2 separate regions of the Mus musculus genome follow, and region 2 is linked to region 1. The links are chromatin contacts, called in public HiChIP or PLAC-seq maps. All regions are on one chromosome and are shown on one strand. Each heading gives the region's core, a stretch centred on a gene start, on an enhancer-like site or on the middle of the called end of the contact. The rest is flanking DNA. Distances are from core to core; before and after follow the strand shown. Region 1 overlaps Gm31012 (a long non-coding RNA gene). Region 2 overlaps Gm31175 (a long non-coding RNA gene).

Region 1 (4,412 bases), core at 1,417-3,916:
TATTTGCTGGAAACCAAACTCAGGTCCTTCTAAAAGCAGGACAGGTTGGTTTGCTTGCTTGCTTGCTTGCTTGCTTTTTCCAGACAGGATTTCTTTGTATAGCATTGGCTGTCTTAGACCTAGCTCTGTAGACCAGGCTGGACGGAGAAAGATGCACCTGCCTCTGCCTCCCGACTGCTGGAATCCATTGCTTGGCTGTCTCAGTTCCACCAGCTGCCCAAGTAATAATGTAGAGACTCTTCATTAACTATGAAAATATTGCCTTGTTCCCAACTAGCTCTTATACTTAAATCGGCCCATTTCCACTAATCTATGTCCTACCACATGGCTCGTTACTGGCACTTGTTTCTTCCTCTGGCTGGCAAAACTCCTGCCTCAGACACTTACCCAGAGTTCCTCTCTGCCCTGATGTCCCACCTATTCTCTCCTGCTTTGCTAGAGGCTGTTCAGCTCTTTACTAAACCAATCAGAAGGTGATGGAAAAGATGCTTGCAAAACTGAGATACAGGTGATGCTTCATACAAAAACAACCTTTGCACAGTGCACAAGGGATTAGCCCAACAGGAATCAAAGACATGCGCCGCCGCTGCCGCCGCAGACCCTAACCACTGAACCATCTCTCCAGTCCTCACGCTATTTGTTTCTAACTAGAAAACACAAATGGAGTTAAAGGAGAATAGTGCAGGCAGTCTTCCGCAGTGGTTATCGTCTCCGAGGTGACCCAGGTGGCTGAGGAAAGTTGCTACAGAAAGGGCCCAGGCACATGTAGAGTTTGACTTTTTCACCTGAGGGAAGAAACTCGGCCAGCTGTTCACTTTCTGCGTGTCAGGAAGCCCCATCACACAGAGTTTTGATGGAGAAAGAGCATTTTAGATGCAGAAAACCTTCTGTGTGCAGAGATACCTCCTTTCAAACATGATTAGTCTGTCTTGTCTGTAGCTTTCTGTTCAAATTATTTGTGATTCTACTAAGGAAAAACATTTCTTTGTAGCCACAACAGTCGTCTGAGCGGATGCAAATGAGCGTGTGAAGGGTTGAATTACCAACAGGGGACACTCCGGGCAGATCATCCTGGGTGCTGTCTGTCCTAGCTGGGTGAGTGCAAAGGACAGAGAGCCAAGCAAGGCTGCCATTTACTCTGTCTTTGGTAGAGATGGGAAGAAGACACAGAAGCCATTCCCAGAATCTTCTAGAAGTAATTTCTTAGAACCTTCTGGTCCACTCTGAGAGCTTCCCACAGCTTCTGGAGTGTCCCGCTACCTTGTAACATAGGCGTTGTTTCACTGAACAGATTTGTAAGTAGGCAGCATGGAACCTTGGGAAAATCACATCTCCAGGACAAGGGCAGATGCCTCTGTGGGGGTGAAGCCTACGAGAGACCCCAGTTCCTCTAGGCTGGCTGCCTGACGAAGGGACCATATGAACAGCTTCTTAGCTCTGTTCTCCTGTGAGAACAGAGTAAGCAGAGACCTGCACCCCATGTTGCCTTTTGTCTGAGAAGGGAATGTCGGGGGGGGGGGGGAGGGAACTTTCCAGAAAGAAGGGTTTCTTGGCTCTTGGCTTCTGGAGTCACAGAGATTCACAGCTTGGAGTCAGAGGGAAGGGTCAAATTGTGCCAATCAGTGGAGCTTGGCTCCGAGTTCTGCTATACCAAACCTAACGGTCATAAAGCGCTGGCCCCACAGACTAGCCATGACCAGTGGTGGACATCATTCTCTTACACGCCACCCTGCACAAGGTAAGGGTGCGTCAGCTTCAAATGTTTGTCTTTAATAATATAGAAATTATTAATTAATATAATAATTAGTCACTTGTCTCTAATAATAAAGATAGCAATTAGATAATTAAAAGCTAGTCACATACAAGGCTCTGGTCAGAAGGGAACTAGAAAAACACAGAGTCAAACACTTCAGGGTATTAGCCACCGCTTTTAAGAGTAACGCTTCTTGGGACTGGAGAGCAACACTCAAGACTCTGCACTGCTTCTGCAGAGGGACCTGGATTTGTCTCCAGTCGCGGGTGGCTTACAGCTGCCTGTAACTCCAGCTCCAGGGCCCCATGGCCTCTTCTTGTCTCTGCGGTATTCCTCCCGTGTGTGCATCCACCCACGAAGACACACAAACACACGGCTTTTTAAAAATTAACTTTAAAAAAAAATCTAAAACTAAAAAGTAAAGAATTCTAAAAGAACTAGACAATTGGGTCCATGTGGAAGAGAAAACTGGGCCTTTAGAGACAGAACAGAACCAATGTCCACCACCAATGTCTCGTTTCTGCACCAGAGCATCAGGAAAAGGAACACCCGGGAGAAGTAATCACAAACAGGGCGTCCAAGGACAACTATTCTTAAAACTGAGCTCTGGTGTCTTAAGCAGACAAGCTTACTTTTCCTGAGCAATAGAAGAATAAGCAACAAGAAAAAGGGAAAGAAAAAGGAATTAGGACATTAAATGTAAACGCCGTGGTGGATGCCTGAAGAGTGCCGATCCCCCTCCCAGCCAAACACTGTGACCGGCTGTCTCTTCTGTTTTCTCCCCAGAGAATTAAGAAACGACTGTATGATAATTCATTTGCCTTTAGCACAGGAACCACAAGGATATAACCACATATTACTCAAAAATGGGGAGTTCATGTCACATTATTTTCCGTTGGTGAGTAATGGACGGGAAACGGGAAATGTCACTAGAAGGCTGGCCGGCCATCTGGTGGGAGCTTTCCTGTGACCACGGCAGCTGATCAGTGTGGAAAGACTACAGCAGCGGGGTCTCAAGCTGTTAGGCTTCTCCAGGGAACTTGGGTTCATGCATGGAAGGCAGGCAATAAAGTCCAATTATTCTGGATGCGGCTGCAAAAGGCGTATGAAAATTATCTCACGCAGGGCAACGCTGCCGCTAAGTGTTTTTTAAAACAGCCATCAGTCATCCCAGGTAACGGAATCAAACAAGCCAATCCATCTCAGAGGAATGGCTCATTAATCAAAAGGTGGTGGTGAGATGCTGGCAATCTTTCATTGTTCCACGTGTGATATTTTAAATCCGACGTGCTGACAGGATGGTTGGTGGGTAGGAAATTATCACACCCAAGGAGGACTGCCAAACTCCACAGTGCCAGACCACTTGTGGGTCATCATTTATCACGGATCCCTGGTTTGCCCTGCTGAGGCGTTGGAGTCTTACCCAGTAGACATGGAGCCTGTAGTTGAAAACTTGACAGTGCTATAGACTCTTACTATTGAGTAATTGAAACTTTGGGGGAACCGTGAGGGCCCCTGGGGGCCTCAGAGCAGAGTCTTGACCATGGCTTCCCTAGACTCCAGAGGTCCTGATGCTCACAGCTGGGTCAGGGCAGGGCAGGGCAGGTCTATGAGGATGCGATTTCTTCTCAGCCCTCAGAGTTGCCGCTTCAGGAGCGCAGTAAGACTCTGCTACTTAGCTTGGGAAAGCCTGCAGAAAAGATTAATCACAACAGAAAGAAATTCTTCTGGTGTATGATTGAGCTAACTTCATGAGCGTCGAGTGCTAGCGGTTGCCTTGTGGGGCTTGACGTTTATTTAAATTGAGCATGCTTTTAAAAACAGTAATAACTAAGGGCTTCATCGGGTTCCGTTTGTCTCTACCTCAGTACAGATGAAACCCTCCACGGTCCTGCTGGGCTTTGTCTTGTGGGCTAATAAAGTCCACAGACTTTCCTAGGCTTAGTTTTGCCTAGAGGGAGGCGCCATGTGAAGAATTGAGTAAAAAGGGGAGATAGCTCAGCTGGGGAGATGGCTTACCCAGTGAGGTGCACAAACAGGGGACCCTGAGTTCAGTCCTTAGCAGGCATGGAAACACCAGGCTCCATGGCACAGAGCGTGTTCATAATACCAGGCCTGAGTGAGGGGCCTGGTAGGTCCCCAGAGCTCACTGCCTTCCCCCAATCAATGAGGTCCCGGTATAATGAGGCCCTGTCTCCAAAACTGAGATGGAAAGTGACTGAAGAAGTCACCTCTGGCCTCTGGCAGGCATGAACATGTACAGATGCATACAGGTCACACAATAATAGTAACAGCAATAATGAACTACGGGGACTGAAAGCTCCTGTTGGAGGGAAGTGAATTGGTGACTATGATGAGAGTTCATAGTGATTTAGTAGTTCGTTACTCTCCTAGATGTCAATGAAGGGTTTGGCTTTTGCTCTAAATGGATACTTTTAATTTGCCAACTAAAATTATTAAAAATATAACTTTTTTCTTTAAAAAAAAAAAGAAATCTACTTTCTTGTATAAGAGTGTAAGCACTTGTCAGTGCGCATGTACACATGTGTAGGCAGGTGTGAGTACACATGTGTATATGTGTGTGCAGGTGCCACAGAGGCCTAAAGAGTGCTTAGAACTAGGGTTACAGGGGTCTTACATGGATGCTGGGATTTGAACT
Region 2 (4,562 bases), core at 478-2,977, 75 kb before region 1:
TTCCCCCTCCAGCAGGGTCCATGAGGCTTAGAGCGAAAAGATGGGACGTTGTACCTTCTTCTGACTTGGAAAACCGCACACTCCACAGGGAGAATCAAGTCTCTGGCATGTGTTAAAACTGCCCTGCCTGCCCATTAGCATCTGGGAAGACATCTTAGACAATATCTTGGAAGCTCAGGCTTAGGACTAAGAACCAGGAGAGATGGCTAAGGAATGTGGTGCAGGCGCTGATACTCCAACCTCATGCTTTACAGCCAGCAGGCAAGCCACATTGCTACTCAGTGCCTCAGTTTCCCCAGGTTATCACACGACTGGAGATGCCTTGCCTGTAGTCATTAAGGTTGGTATCATGATCATTCATACCCATAATTCCCTGTTAAAGAATGATACATTTCCATCCCATTGACCATGGTTGGCCGTGAGGCAGGCTACACCTGAGGGCGTGGAGCTTACGTCGGGGGAATGCCTACTCTCTAACCAAGAAACGTTATGTGAGTGCACTCCTCTCTCGATGTTTTGCAGGGCATGGTTGCTTCATTGGTTGAGATCTCAGATGGGAAGATGTGAGACACAGAGCAGCAATGTAACCCAGTAACAGAAATGCATTTGCCCCTGTGGTCACAGAGAACATGGGGTTCTCTGCTACGTTAGACATCCCGACTGATCCGCCAGCTCAGAGCCCTCCTGTTCTGATATTTCCACATTGTGAATTGCCTCTGCTCCTGCCCTGAGTGGTCCCAGCTGGTTTCCCCATCTTTGCCAGCCTTCTGCCCTGACTTCTTTTATCAAGGTCTCCAGAGCAAAGGACTTTGACTCCCTACGAGGGAGGGCGGATACAACTAACAACCCAAACATGATTCTGAAGCTATCTGTGAAGTACATCGATGCTGGAGCCCAGAGTCTGGTGGTCTGGAGGCCTAAGAGGACCGCTAGGAAAGAGCTTATTTAGAGACAGGCTCCAGTGGTCATTACAGTTTTACATTACATTCTACTGTAGTGTTCTGGAACTCTCCAGGATGAAGATGGTGATACTTCAAGGATTCTTGGGTATCCTGCAGTGACAGGGGTAGGCTCAGGAAAGCATGCATGCGCTGTGACTAAGGTGGGACATTTACGCTCAGTTAAGTCCAACCAATAATAGCAAACATGGTGACAGTGGTCTGTACAAACTTCTCTGCAAGCCAGTCTTCATCTACCACTCAACTACTCAAGAGGCTGCAGCAGAAAGATCACCTGAGCCCAGGAATTCCAGGCCAGCCTGAGCAACGTGATGAGACCCTGTGTCCTAAAACAAAACCATGTTAAGTCTCAGTGAGTCTGTGATGAGGAGGTTCTTCAAGAGTGTAGATCTGTGAACTCTGGAGGCTTGTTTCTACCACCATGATGCTGGAGATGACCTGCAGGGTTTCACCATGGAAGCCATCTTCAGTCTACCCAATGCCTTGGAGGGTAAAGGAAAGATCTATCTCATGGGCCCAACCTTTAGGGATTACAGCATGACATTGTCATCTACTGTTTACACTTGAGATCTGTACAATCAGGTTACACTATAAGAATCACACACAGAGAGATCTCATGTCTTAACGATATTGACAATTTTATGTTGGGCCTCATCTGTAGTTTTTCAGGGCATCTGGTCAGACATGCTTGGAACTGTAAGAGTGGGGGGCTGTGGGGTGCGACTTGGAGGCAGTTTGTTAGGCCTTCATACATTCGTGTGTCTGTGCATCTGATAACAAATAGCTACTTCCTTTTTATATTTTTGGTTGTGAGCTTAACCTATAACAGCTTAGTCATCTCTCCAGCCTACTTCTTTTTTAAAAACACAAGAGGGTCCCATTCTCGGGGGACGAAGACCCCTTCTAGCCACAGCACCTGCTTGCTTTCTTTGCTTTGAGTGACTTTGGGCCTCCTGGCCTGTTGCCACTTGCATGGTTTTTCCTTTGATATTGGGCTGAAACCCACATGAAGCCTCTTTTGGGAGGTTGGCAGCTCACTCACAGCACTTTCCAGAGAAAAATGTTCACAGTGGCACAAACACATTGACTCCAGCGGTCAGTCACTGAGTCTCGGGATATCAAGAGGGAGCGAGTATTTAGGGTACTGGCAGTCATAAGCGAGCTATCCACGCTCTGAGTCTTTCTCAGTGCCCTCAGCAGCAGAGATCACGGTGGTCGCCTGCTGCCGCGTCGGTGTGCGGTGCCCAGAGGTTCACAGAGGACAAACAAGAACTGGGTCACCTCTTCCAGCACCTTCTCCCTGCCCTGCCCTTTCCCTGTTGATCCCATTTCATTTAGTTCCTTTTTCAAGACTGCTCAGTCTGACCCAGAGCATCTTGCTACCCAGGCACACTGCCAGTCTCCCTTCTTCCTCTGAAGTCTGTGATCGGGAGCATATTATTTGATTTTATGTTATATTATTATTATTAGAATGCCCCCTGCCAAAGCCATGCTGAAACTGGACTGGCATCATGACAGTATGAAGAAGTGAGACTTGGGGTTGGAGAGATGGCTCTGCAGTTAGGAGCACCAGATAGTACTCTAGAGGACCAGGGTTCAATTCCCAGCACCCACGTAGCAGCTTACAGCTATAACTCCAGTTTCAGGGGTCCATGGAACCAGGCATGTATGTGGTACACATGCAAATGCATGTGGGCAAATAAAGTAAACACAAATAAAATAAATCTTTAAAAAAAAAAAAGAGTGAGGCTTTAAGAAGGAGTGGACCAGGAGGGCTCTGCTGTCATCCAGTATGGACTGTCAGGGTCACAGAGATGCATGTCCTCACAGGATGTCCCGATGGGAAGCGGGAGCTTCGTCTGCTTCTGGTCTCACACTCCTTCTCTGGCAATGGATGTCCTCCACATTATGACACAGCAAGATGGCCACAGGAGATCCAGAACTTCATTTTGGAGTTTATGAAACACTAGATGTGTTATAAATTCATTTGCTTTATAAACCACCTAACTTGGAATATTTTGTCACAGGAACAGAAAAAAAAAAGATTAAGACAAATCTCATTCATGTTGGACAAGACATTTGTTAGGGCAGGCTCTGCAGTGTACACTCTGGGGTTGAGACCAAAGTGCATTAAGATTTCCTATCGCCGTGGAATAAATGCGGGGAGAAATAGATATGAAGTTGAGCGTGACAGAACGCCACCATGTGCGAGTTCGTGTCCCTCCCAGATCCATGTGGTGAAGCCAAGCTTGAAATGTAGCAGTGTGAACAGGTCGGATCTGTGGGAGATGATGAGGTATGGACAGGAGTGGTGGCCTAAAGTTCCAAGGCAGCTATCATCTTCTGCATCATGTAAGGACGCGCAGAAGACACCATCTGTGGGAGCAGCTCCCGGGAGGCACGGACTCTTAGTCGCTGTGCACCTCTATGCTTCCAGAGCTACAGGGGTGGATGAACGCTGCTTATAGATTACTCAGGTCTGGGGTACGTTCTTACAGCCACAGACGTGGACTGAGATCCCATTAGTCTCAAAAAAATTAATAAACAAAGCCATCGATCAGAAAATAAAAGCAATCCACTTTAGGGGAGAGAGGCATAGAGGTTTCCTTCCTTATCTGGAATAGCCTGGAGAAGCCTTAATGGTCCACACATCTTCCTCAGCTCCATCCTATCCAGACCCAGGCCCCCCTCACAGGGACGGAACTGATCTCAATCCCTCCTCTGACCTCAGCACCAGGCAGCCAAACACCCGCCCGAGGGTCGGGACCTTCTTTCCACTCCTGCTGTGGCATTCTTCCTCAAACACAGGCTGTTTGACTTTGTGAAGACCAGAACCAAGTCAACAGGAAACCTGGCCTGGACACATCCAGAGTCAAACAGATTCTGCAAACACTCAGGGTCTTGCTCTGTCTCTTCCCACCAGAAGCAACTTTGGGGAAAGGCCAGGGTGTTATGAAACTCCGCTGGTACAGGGTGCTCTGGGCTCTGACAGGCACAGGGTGGCTCTCCTTTGTTAAGAAAAGTCAGGGTCGGGGACATGCTTGGAGAAGCCATGAGCAGGACTGACACTACCCACCTTCTAACCAGCTGGGCAGTGGCCTTACCATGTATACCTGCACCCAGAGGCGGGAGGAGGTGGACCAGGCAGCATCCCTGCTGGGGAGTAGAGTCTCTCCCTCCATCTCTGGTCAGTGCATGCAGGAGAGTCACTTGAGGAGGCAGACCCGCTCACCAGGTAATCACAACAATGACCCAGTCAGCATGCCGGGCCTCCTGCTATCATAAGGTCCCATCAAACCCTGACCCTACCAGAGAGTGCACAAATTCCTCTCTGCTTGGCAGAGAGTCAAGAGTATATTTATAAAAAAAAAACCACACACACACACACACACAAATAAGAGATTTGAGTGTTTTAATAAATCACAGGAATGTAGGATTTCAGGTGAACCACAGAGGGAAAAACATCGGAAAAGAAATATGTTTCAATGTTGGAGGAGACGAGATGAAATAAAGTCACGGGAGGAGCCATCCCAGGACGGGTCTGAGCAGGGGACCCACAAGGACGAGAGTGGAAGGGTTTATCCAAATCATCAGGACTGTTTA

Evidence for each region. HiChIP or PLAC-seq counts read pairs in DNA pulled down with a chosen protein or histone mark.
Region 2: a contact with region 1 is called in an H3K27ac HiChIP or PLAC-seq map of the HPC-7 cell line, with 6 times the contacts expected there. The contact joins two enhancer-like sites. A contact is called at or near these places in 1 of 39 promoter capture datasets (embryonic stem cells), 7 of 484 Hi-C or Micro-C datasets (the AML12 cell line, the P5424 cell line, cortical neurons and 3 more), 6 of 115 datasets of contacts at active chromatin or transcription factors (the HPC-7 cell line, acute myeloid leukemia and embryonic stem cells) and 1 of 9 other capture datasets (embryonic stem cells).

Annotation. Positions count from the first base shown.
Region 1 is chr16:93,955,870-93,960,281 of GRCm38.p6, reverse strand. It overlaps Gm31012 (a long non-coding RNA gene), which reads right to left. Exons shown (of 2, transcript XR_385072.3): 2 at 2,560-3,443. It also overlaps a transcript of Cldn14 not described here. Among named protein-coding and RNA genes, the nearest start is that of Cldn14, 29 kb to the right of the region's middle. Within about 2 kb of position 2,666, at least 26 of the 459 cell types and tissues checked have an H3K27ac peak or open chromatin away from gene starts, as enhancers often do. A contact at or near this core is called in the HPC-7 cell line, where this site is marked.
Region 2 is chr16:94,029,611-94,034,172 of GRCm38.p6, reverse strand. Gm31175 (a long non-coding RNA gene) reads left to right here. Exons shown (of 6, transcript XR_876272.2): 6 at 523-2,540. Among named protein-coding and RNA genes, the nearest start is that of 2410003I16Rik, 21 kb to the right of the region's middle. Within about 2 kb of position 1,727, at least 6 of the 459 cell types and tissues checked have an H3K27ac peak or open chromatin away from gene starts, as enhancers often do. A contact at or near this core is called in the HPC-7 cell line, where this site is marked.